Linked DNA regions of Mus musculus: region 1 is linked to region 2. Evidence: chromatin contacts called from public promoter capture Hi-C data. All regions are on one chromosome and are shown on one strand. Each heading gives the region's core, a stretch centred on a gene start, on an enhancer-like site or on the middle of the called end of the contact. The rest is flanking DNA. Distances are from core to core; before and after follow the strand shown. Region 1 has its middle 26 kb from the start of Marco. Region 2 holds the start of Sctr (secretin receptor).

Region 1 (5,675 bases), core at 2,408-4,907, 520 kb before region 2:
GAGTGTCAGCAGAGATAGGGACAGAAAAGCAGCAACTCTGTCACTAGTACTGGGAGAGTCCCTTTTCTCTTAGGGCCCTGCTTTTGTGAGGAAAAGAATTCAAGGACAGGCTAGTGAGAAGCAGTGTTGGAGTCCATTCGTTTATTGTGTGTGTGAGAGTGCAGGCACAGGTGTGCCAGTGGCACATGGAGAGGACAGAGGATAACTTTTGGGAATCAGTTCCCACTGTCACCTGGTGAATCCCAGGCATGGAACTTAAGTTGTCAGGCTGTATGCATCACTTTTACCCACTGAGCCATCTCACCAGCCTGAGTTGCTGTTTCTTGAATATAAAGGGACAGGGGAGTGATTTAACTCTATTTTAAGTAAAATATATTTAAAAATAGGAAGAAAGGTGTTCAGGGGCAGAAGAGAGTCAGAGAGCATGGGTTCAGGCTTTCAAAGATGAGTAGTTGTGAGCTGTTTCTCACTGTGGGTGTGTATAGGGTTTGAGGGCTCCCGAGTTAAAGCTCTAACCCTGATAAAAAGCACCCTTAACATTGCTCAGAGGGAAGTGGGAAGTAAAAGAATTTTCTTGTTATAAAAAGTTGCAAGCTGGTTTTCTGAAGGGTTTTCTTAGATGTCGGGTGAGAGGATCCTCAGCATTACTAGGCCATTTGAGGTCACAGATAAACACAGGTTTTATGATCTTTGGTGGTGAGGTCTTTAGGACAACATGTGCTGTCTCAGTCGGCAATTTGGACATTATCAGCGGTGTCCAAAGCCCCCTGACTTCCTCAGCAGGAAGGAGCAAGTGAAGCCCAGGGTGGCCTTTTCCTTTCCCGTGTCCCCATGACTTTCCCCTGTGTTCCTCTCCTGCCTCAAGAGGACAGTGACAGGCCTGGTTGTTCCACCAGGCTTGCCCACCGCCTTCTGTGGCCCATGACATCATGATGAGCTTTGCGGACTGAGCAGCAGCTGAGTTCTGAAGCCTCAGCAGCTTCTGCTTTCTCTCTGAGCCCCTGTTCCTCTGTGAGGTGGGTTTGCATACATCTTTCCTGCTGATGTGCCTGGCTCACAGGCTGTAGCCACAGCGTGCCCACAAACCTCAGGGACAGTCCCCATCAGCATCCACTAATGCTCTGGAACTCACAAGGGAGATCCCTAAAGAGGAGAGCTACCGTTTTTATCGTCATGGTGAAACCATCTCACTCTGACCCCTCCCTCTCACTGCCCCCATCCTTAACCCCCATTCTGTTCCCCCCACTCTTATCCCCCATGCTGACCCCTCTACTCTGAACCCTGACTCAAACACCCTTACCTTTACTATCTTAATTTGAAGATCTCCTTTGACCACCTCACTATGACTGGAAGTAAAGGCCAGAGGAGATGGATGGACCTAGCTTTGCTCTGAGCCCTGGAGAGGCTGTCTGAACTGTCTAGTCACTCTGCATGGTTGCCTGCCTCCTTGCCAGAGTAGAAGCCCCTAGAGAAGACCAGGAGGCATTGCAATGCTCTCTCTCTCTCTATCTCTCTCTCTTTCTCTGTCTCTCTGTCTCTCACATAAACACACACACACACACACACACACACACACACACACACACACACACACTGCACGGGGATGGTTCTTGCTGGCTACTGAAGAATTGAGAAGTTGGGAAACTCGAGGAAGAGGAGGCTCCTGGATATTGTCCTCTGGCCCCATGAGAGGCCACTCCTACTTCCCCTGTTCTTTCTAAAGTTTGACTCTTGAAATATGAAAACCCAACCATGAGTCTGCAGATTTTTATTTATGCAAGTGAGGAGTTTCCAAGCCCATGATTTTATTTTGACCCAAGCTGAGGTGGAGAATCTACAATAGAAAATCACTTCTCTGTTCCAGATTACACCAGCCTTGACCCTGCCTGAGACAAGGCCAGTCTTCTCGCAGGCTAGGGTCTTGGACTGAGGCAGAGGGAAAAGGTGAAGGCAAGACAGAAAAAAATTATCAAAGTGGAAGACCCAGTGGGGATATTTCCAGCACAATATGATGCTGTAATTGGGAGCCACAGGAAAACAGGCCATGCTTGCTTATGACCTCTAAGGGGATGGCCAGAGTTTGTCCAGGCTTCTTGTCGTGAGCACTGCTTCAAAAGAGTCCTTGTACCCACATCAAAAAACATAGCACAAATGCTTTCTTAGACATAAGGCCAAATTGCTCATCAAAAGAGGTTTAGAGACCCCCGCCCCCCCCCAGCATCTCAGTCATGAGAATGACCTCTTACCTGTTTATTCCCCCCCAGCATCTCAGTCATGAGAATGGCCTCTTGCATGTTTATCCCCCACACCAGCATCTCAGTCATGAGAATGACCTCTTACATGTTTACTGCGCCCCCAGCATCTCAGTCATGAGAATGGCCTCTTGCATGTTTATCCCCCCCCCCCAGCTTCTCAGTCATGAGAATGACCTCTTACATGTTTATTCCCCCCCCCAGCATCTCAGTCATGAGAATGGCCTCTTGAATGTTTATCCCCCCCCCCCCAGCGTCTCAGTCATGAGAATGACCTCTTACATGTTTATCCCCTCCAGCATCTCAGTCATGAGAATGGCCTCTTGCATGTTTATCCACCCCACCGCCCAGCATCTCAGTCATGAGAATGACCTCTTACATGTTCACTCCCCCCCACCCCCAGCGTCTCAGTCATGAGAATGGCGTCTTTTACTCAGATGTTTGGGCCAGCTTTTTGTTCTTTGTATCCCAACATGTTCAAAACTGGAAGCCCTATCTTTTATGACTCATTTTTTTTTTACCCTGAAAAAGCATTTTTGTCCATTTTCCTACTTTTAGTTGTGCTCTTTACATGTGGAGATGTCATTTGCAAAAAATGTTTTTTTTTTTCTTAATGGAGATGGAATACATGTGTCATGAGAGCAGAAGGGGTGATGATTTGGGGGAAAGGAAACCAGGAAAAGGAAGGCAAGGACCAGGGAGGAGAACAATGGCGTAGCAGGGTGGATTGAGACAACGTATAATGACACACCTATTTGAAAATGTCAAGATGAAAACCATTGCTTTGTTTAAAATTTATTCTTAATTTATCATATTTAAAACAAAACTTCCTATCTCCCTATCTGGCTAGCTGGAACTTTGATGTGGTCAATGTTCCTGGTTGGAAATTTCTTTCATATTCCTATAGTCAGATCATCTCTTTTACATCTGACTTGTGTGCCTTTTTATTTATTCATTTATCTATTGTAACAGGTTGCTGACCAATCGCCCCAATGTAATTTATTAAAAGGGTCCAAACACACACACACACACACACACACACACACACACACACACACACACACCCCTGCAAAACATTTTTGTTAGTATTTTTAATGTACTTATTTTAATGTACATTAGATTCGTAAATTCATGTAGGAACAGTTGACAGCATTTTAACATTGTTTCTTTTTACCCAAATCATTAATTTACATTGTGGGGAAACCGTTCTCTTTAAGGTCTCAATCTACCATGGCCGAATAGCTCCTCTGAGCTCAGTGCAAAATGGAGGAATCCCTTTTCCAGCAGGGATTCCTTTTCTCTGACTTTATCCCTGGAGCCTGACCTGCCACACCCTCTACCTGGGGAAAGTTGAATAGCCCTTGGAAAACCTACAATTTCAACCCTCCCACTCCCACCCCAGTAAGAATCCACTCAGCAAGTAACTGAGATTCCTGGAATGCCTCTCCATACACATGAGGCATTTCAGGGCTTTAAACTCCAGTCAATGATTTCCATTTACCCTGAAAACTCCTTCCCACTCTTCAGGGTCCATACATAGCACTGGTTTGCTCCTAATAAAGTATATGTGAGCTCCCCACAGACCACTAGAGACCACCAAGAATCCAATTTGTATGCAAAAGCAAAGAGTCTTTATTCAAGATTGAGCTCAGACCCTCCATCCTCTCAGTGGGTGGATATGGAATGTCCCGAGCTGGTGAAGCCCAATCTCTCTGGCATGACCAGGACCCTGCAGACCCCACCCACTTCAACCATGTAAACAGCATCATCTGGATCCTAAGAGAGAGGAAGTGGGGGATGTGGAACCACAGCTGTATCCCAAACATGCTTCATTTGAATTTGGAAAAATTGAAAAAGTATTTATTTTAGTTTTTACTCCCCCAACCCTGAAAATACATTTCTCTCTCTCTCTCTTTCTTTCTTTCTTTCTTTCTTTCTTTGTTTCTTTCTTTCTTTCTTTCTTTCTTTCTTTCTTTCTTTCTTCCTTCCTTCCTTCCTTCCTCTCTTTCTCTTTTTCTTTCTTTTTTCCTTCCTCTCTCTTTCTCTTTTTCTTTCTTTTTTCTTTCCTCTCTTTCTCTTTTTCTTTCTTTTTTCTTTCCTCTCTTTCTCTTTTTCTTTCTTTTTTCCTTTCTCTCTCTTTCTCTCTGTCTCTCTCTTTCTCTCTCTCCCTCTCTCTCGCTCTGTTGCTCTCTTTTTTCACTTTTCAAGACAGGGTTTCTCTGTGTAGCCCTGGCTGTCCCGGAACTCAGTCTGTAGACCAGGGTGGCCTTAAACTCAGAGATCTGCCTGCCCCTGCCTCGAATGCAGGGATTAGAGCTGTGCATCACCACTGCCTACCTGAGGCTTGGTTTCTCTGTTGCATGTATTGTTAGATATTTCATCTCTTTCTTCACAATATTAGCGAGATAGTTTCTTATATTCTGTTTCAAATTGGTAGCTGTCTACAGTAAGAAACCATGATTGCATTTTGATTTTTTCAACCTTCTTCCTGTACTTTCTTTATACATTTTATTATATTTCAGTTCTTTTATTTATTGGTAGCTTTTAGATATGTAATTATATAGGTTGATAGTAGTAATTTCATTGGAAATGATCACTTTGGATATTAGACACCATTAAACTGTCTCCTTCCCTGCCTTAAAATCCAGATCTTCAACGCCCACACCCTCTTGTCTTCATGGGAATGGCCTTCATTTCTACTTCCACAATACCCCTTAGCCTGCGCAGCCCAAGTGCACTGGAGACTTTACTCTCCTTCACAGTGGCAAGGCCTGAGGCTCATACCTGAAGAAAATGGTATCTTCATTGACCTCTGGACTCAGCCACACACTCAGAAATAATCATGTGGCTCAATTTGGAATACAGTGCAGAGCAAAAATCCTTCCTTCTGTCTGGGATTGAGGCGGTGTCAGTATTTATGTGTATACCTAAAAGCAGAGATGGCATCTTGTTAACACCACTGATTTATGAACTAGACCACTGGCACCAGCTAGGCAGCAGCTGAGCCTCGGGGCCACTATCCTTTCAGTTCAATCATCTGAAGACAGGCACTCTGAGATGTAGGAGCAGGAATAAACATTGAGAGACACCGATGCCTTTTGAATGACAGGCTACAATTGTGAACACCATTGGTGCACGGGTTTGAATGAAAACGGATGACCCAATCTCTAGTCTCATAGGGAGTGGCACTATTAGGAGGTGTGGCCTTGTTGGAGGAAGTGTGTCACTAAAGAGCTTGGAGATCTCAGAAGCTCAAGCCAAGTCCAGAGGTTCATAGTCACTTCCTGCTGTCTGTGAATGCAGCGATGTAGAACCTCAGCTCTCTCTCCAGCACCATGTCTGCCTGTGTGGTGCCATGCTTCTGGACATGATGATAATGAATTAAGCCTCTGAAACTGTAAGGCAGCCCCAACTAATGTCTTC
Region 2 (5,313 bases), core at 2,273-4,772:
CAGCCAAATCACTGAGTTCCAAACCTCAGTGAGACTCTGTCTCAAAAAACCAAGATGGACAGGATTCTGAGGGATGATGCTCAAAGTTGACCTCTGGCCTCCGAACACATTTTCACACAGACACACATACACACACACACACACACACACACACACACACACACACACACACAATCCAAATTCTAATAGCCTGTTTCCATCACTGGACTCAAAGTCTCTGTCATCACAGTGCCTCAAATCCAATCAGCAACAACTATTTTTAGTCCTGCTAATGTACCTCTCAGAAACACAACAGACCTTAAAGCAGTAGCTGTCACAGAGGGGCAATTCCCCTCCTTGTATTCATAGAGTATATGATAGTGCCTGATGATATTTTCTGTTGTCACGGCTTTGCAGAGGTATTCCTGGTGCCTAATCTAGGGAGACCAGAGATGCCACTCAGGCTCATACAATGCACAGAACTACTATATCTTGTCCATATGTCAAAAGCATCAAGGTTGACCTGGGGGGTGTGGCTTAGCTGGTGCTTGCTAGTATACATGAAACCCCGGTTCCACCCCAACCCCAACCCAGCAACCTGTACTCAGTAGGCAGAGGCAGTGGGATCAGAAATTCAAGATGGTCCTTAGTTACATAGGGAATTGGAGGCCATCCTGGGCTACATGAGACCTGTCTCAAAAACCAAAATATAAAAAACAAAAAACAAAACTGTGTCAAAGTTAAGAAACCCTGTTTGAATCATGCGTCAGAAAGATTACAAGAGCCGGAAGTTACAGAGTACTGCCATAAGGCATAAGGCAGTGTTTTCCTGACATGCCGGGGCAGACACACACATGAAGTCACTGTAGCCCTGGTTACCTAAACAAATCGAGGCAGTGAACATAGCAAGAGGTATGAGAGAGGGACGTATGAGACCCTCCACTTCTAGTTGAGGAACTACAGGCAGTTAATCACTGAAATGGAGATGGGGGCGGGGGGAATCAGTTTTCTTCAGGGATGTGGATCCTGGTAGGTCCCCATTTTAGAGAGGATTGGCCCATACCACAATTATATGGGCAGCACAAATTCCACTCAGTGGGTTACTGGAGAGAGAGAGAGGAGGGTGGTAAGCTTGGGAGGGGCTGGGATGAATCCAGGAAGAGTTAAGGGAAGACATGGGGAGTGAATATGATCAAAATATATTATTAATATTATAATAAGAAACAATAGAGCTAGCATAGAGACATAATGTGCTTTAAAAGATTTTTATATTCATGGGTATTTTGCCTGCATGTATGTCTGTGTACCATGTGCATGCCTGGTAATTCTAGTTTGTGGCAAGTTGACATTAAAACCATAAGCCATACTAGCCAGAGCTAGGGAAGTGGAGACAGGAGACTCCCCAGCTCTTACTGACCAGTCTGTCTGTTGTACTTGGTGAGTCCCAGGGCAGGGAGAGGCCTGGCGTCAAGAAACCAGGGTGGCTAGCACATGAGGAATAAAAGCCAGAAGAGGCTCTCCAGCCTCCACATGCATATCCAGGCTCCTGCACACACAAATTAGCTGTATGGAGCAAACCAGCAGAGGTGATGCACTCAGTTTCTTATGGTAAACCCCTTCAGCAGTCACTGTTTTCGGTTTCCACTTGCAAAAGAACTTTCTGAAACCTCCCCTGTAGGAAGAGGCGAAGACGGGGGCTAGGACCACACACGTCAGTTTTAGTGGTCTCTTTGGAAGACACCTATGATGTCCCTCTGAGGGAATGCCAAAAGGAAGGAAGAAATTGTCTTTATTATCCTCGAATCTCAAAATCCAACAGCCAAGCACTCAGAGTCAAAGGAGCGAAAGGAAAAGTTGCAGAAGCTGGGAAATAGTCCAACAAAGTAGGCCCTTCCACCCTCATTTATTAAAGGCGTTTTCTACCACAATCCTCAAGAGATAGAATCACAGGTCTGGATAAGCCCACACAATAACCAGAGGCCCACGTGAAGCCTTTCTCCTAGGGATGTCCACACTGCCCATGTGTGTGTTAGTGACATGCAAATACAAGGTGTACAAGGAACAGAACAAACCTCAGGCAGGCCAGACCCCACCCCCTCCTTCCAAAGTGAGGAGTCTAAAGATCTGGGCACTAGTCCCAGCCTGGCTCCTAACATGCTGATCAAAAGCAGGTCTCCCACTGAGGGCTTTGATCGGCTGTAAAATGAGGGACTTGAACAGACATACACAAGCAGCCGTCTCAGGTGCAGTGAAGACTTGAACCAAGCAAAGCCTCAGTTTCCCCATCCGTTTATTCCCGAGATCATCACCTTTGAGACACAAATGTAAGCTGAACCTGCTCCTGCCTCCCTGGCACAGAACAAAAATGTCCCAGGAAACGGGAAACAATGTTTTTGACCCAGATGGCAGCTCCAGGATCCATTCCCTGTGGTAACCCTGGAGTCCAACCCGGCAGCTTTGACCTTCTTCCCAGTTCTTCCCATCCTGCCAGCCTCAGTGCAGCCTGTCTCTCACTCAGATATCCCAGGGGAAAGTTCCCAGAAGTTTCTATGGGAAAGCAACACAAACCACTACCCGCCTGGCCTCTCTCTCCCCTTCCTCCAACCTTCTTCCTCTCCTACCCGAGTTTGTTGCGACCTACTGCTCCCAAGACGGGCAGACTTTAGAAAGTCAGTCCCTCCAGGTCACAGAGGGCTGAAATGATCCCACACAGATGGAAAAACTAAAATTTCCCATCTGCACAACGGAGCACGTGAAAAAACAAAAAACCGCTACTAGCCTGAACAATGTGGTTCTGGCTTTATTCTGACAGTAAGCCTTTCCCGCCCCCTTTCTGAGCCTTGGCCGGTGCCTGAGACCACGGGTCTCAAAAGGGAACGAGGGTGTTTTGACAAAACCCTAGAGTGCAAATGTCTAGCACGCATCGTTGCCGGGGCGGCTACAGAATTGTCTTCTGGAAAGAAGTGAGTTTAGCGGCGGGAAGGGATGAGCGAAGGTGAGGGGAGTGAGCCTCACACAGAGCCCTTGAAGTTTTTGCCTTTGGAGAGAAGAGGGCTCCGTCAGAGTGGACGATAGTATGTTAAGGGAAGAGAGATCGGCTGCTCCCCGTAACTCCTAGGGCCGGATAGAGGACCGTGGACTGGTCCGTGGGGTCCACATCCGGGGGCGCGGGGACGGGGCGGGGTACTCACAGGGTGCGCTGCATTGATGAGCAGCAGCAGCCACAGCAGAAGCAGTGACAGCCGGGGGCTCATGGTGCTGAGCATGCTCCGCCCACTGTTGATCCCCTTTGTGCTCTGGCCTCTTCAGGAGCTGGGTGTCCGTCTCTGTGTCCAGCTCAGCGTCCTGCATGTCGTCCAGGACCCTGGGCGACCCCCAAGCCCAGAGAAGCCATGGCTGGACCTACCCAATCCGACCAGACCCACAGCCAGGCTAGGGACTGCTGCTCCCTGAAGGAGGTGGCAAGACTGTTAACTAACCTGCAGTGCCTATTGATAAAGACTGGACGACAGCTCGCGACTCCACCCTGCAGGGAATAGCAGGGAGGGGTTGGGGGGCGGCACAGAGCTGGAAGGGAGGAGAGAGGAGGAGGGACCCTAGACACCCGCATAGAGGCAGCTGCAACCTCCCTCCTTCCCTTCCAATCCAGAAAGTACTTTCTCTGGAGGACTTAAGTCACGTGCCTTCAGCAGTGACAAGGTAGGCAACACCTTTTCTTTTCTTTTCTTTTCTTTTCTTTTCTTTTCTTTTCTTTTCTTATCCTCGATTGAGACATGGTCTCACTATATAAGCCAGGCTTACTTTGAACTCTCAGACCTCCTGCCTCAATTTTCCTAACCCTGGGATTACAGATGTGGTCTCCTACACCATTTCCCAGGCTGACTTTTATACAAACAGAATTAAGTCTACCTCAACTTGGTCCTACAGAACACTCTTGTTCCTTAGCTTCCAGTGATTTTTCTAGCATTAGAGTCACCACACCCAGCGCATGCAGAGCTAGAGATCAAACCCAAGGCTTCCGCCGACAGCCCAACAAACAGCACTGCTCTGTGTGAGAGGAGATGGTGGAGACTGTGGTGGCCGCTATGCTATGGGAAAATACCGTTCTGTACATTCTCCAAGTTTCAACGTCACCCTCCCTGGGAAAGAGAGGGACCATTCTTTTATGTCAATGGCCTCTTTAGTTCTAATTCAGTGCCCCAGTCACACAGTAGCAGAAAGTGGGACATTAAACCAAAGTCCCAACCATCAGAACCCTAGATATTCAATATGTCCTTCCAATGGTGTTTTAAAGGTCATCCTGAGGAGGGGAGAGGCTGTGCTTGGCTTTGGGGTAAGTTATATCAATACTTCCTGTGTGCACGCCTGTGTGGAGGTGTGTGTAGAGATTAAGGATCGGCAGTGAACGTTCTTCCTCCGTCACTCCTCCCTTACCTTTTGAGGCAAGGTCTCTCAGTGAACTTGAAGCTCATTACTTGGCTACACCTCTGGCCACTGAGCCCTAGGGGTCCTCCTCTCTCTGCCTCCCCAGTGCCAGGATAGCTAGTGCTCACACACTGCTATGCCTGGCTTTTTATAAGGTCCTCACACTGGCACGGCAAGCACTTTACAGACTGAGCCAATTTCCTGGCCCTCTTGTAGACACACTTAGCATCTCACGGAGGCAGGTTTCAAGGTTAGACACAAATCTTCAGAAAATGAAAATTTCGTCAAATGCCGAAGGGAAAGAAGTCTCCCTCCTTCCCCTTTCTTTCGGCATATCCTTCAGGATACTTTGCCTCTTTACAGCATGTGCAAATCTAAAACTATCAACAAGCCCCCAGCCAGCTTTGAATCCCAGTACCCTCTCCAATTCCTTCTAGACCTTATTATTTTTGGAGAGCGTCTCTAGCCCAGACTTGCCTTTAATTCCCTCTGATATAGCTGGGGGTGCCCTTGAGTGTTTGGTCCTCCGATCCACATGCCAAGTGCTGGGACTGCAGATACTTTCCATCACAACTGGTTTCATGTGATGCTGGGACAGATCTTTGTGATCTATGGGATGCTTTGTAAATTAAAGTTAGGCAGGCGCTCCACAGGCGCTTGGTTACTGCTTGTAGCTTCCTACTTGTCGGAAAGGGCTGAGGCGTTTCCTCTTTTGTTTGGCTAAACACAATGCTAGATACGTTTTTAGTGGCTGTGATAAAATACTTTGACAAAAGCAGCTTAGGGGGAAGAGATTAGTGTGGCTCACAGTTTGGGAACACAGCCCATCATGGTGGGGAAGGCACAGCAGCAGGAGCGAGAGGCAGATGGTCACATGGCATCCATAGTTGGGAAGCAGAGAGAGATGCA

What was found. Promoter capture Hi-C pulls out the DNA fragments that hold promoters and counts their contacts.
Region 1: a promoter capture Hi-C map of embryonic stem cells shows a contact between it and region 2, with 2.9 times the contacts expected there. The contact joins the enhancer-like site here to the promoter of Sctr in region 2. A contact is called at or near these places in 1 of 39 promoter capture datasets (embryonic stem cells), 1 of 15 datasets of contacts at CTCF or cohesin (embryonic stem cells), 5 of 484 Hi-C or Micro-C datasets (the HL-1 cell line, embryonic stem cells and stem cell-derived neural stem cells) and 1 of 9 other capture datasets (embryonic stem cells).

Annotation. Positions count from the first base shown.
Region 1 is chr1:120,528,038-120,533,712 of GRCm38.p6, reverse strand. No RefSeq gene overlaps it. Among named protein-coding and RNA genes, the nearest start is that of Marco, 26 kb to the right of the region's middle. Within about 2 kb of position 3,657, at least 9 of the 459 cell types and tissues checked have an H3K27ac peak or open chromatin away from gene starts, as enhancers often do. A contact at or near this core is called in embryonic stem cells, where this site is marked.
Region 2 is chr1:120,005,189-120,010,501 of GRCm38.p6, reverse strand. Sctr (secretin receptor) reads right to left here and starts at 3,522. Exons shown (of 14, transcript NM_001012322.2): 1 at 3,171-3,522. The coding sequence starts at 3,245. It also overlaps a transcript of Cfap221 not described here.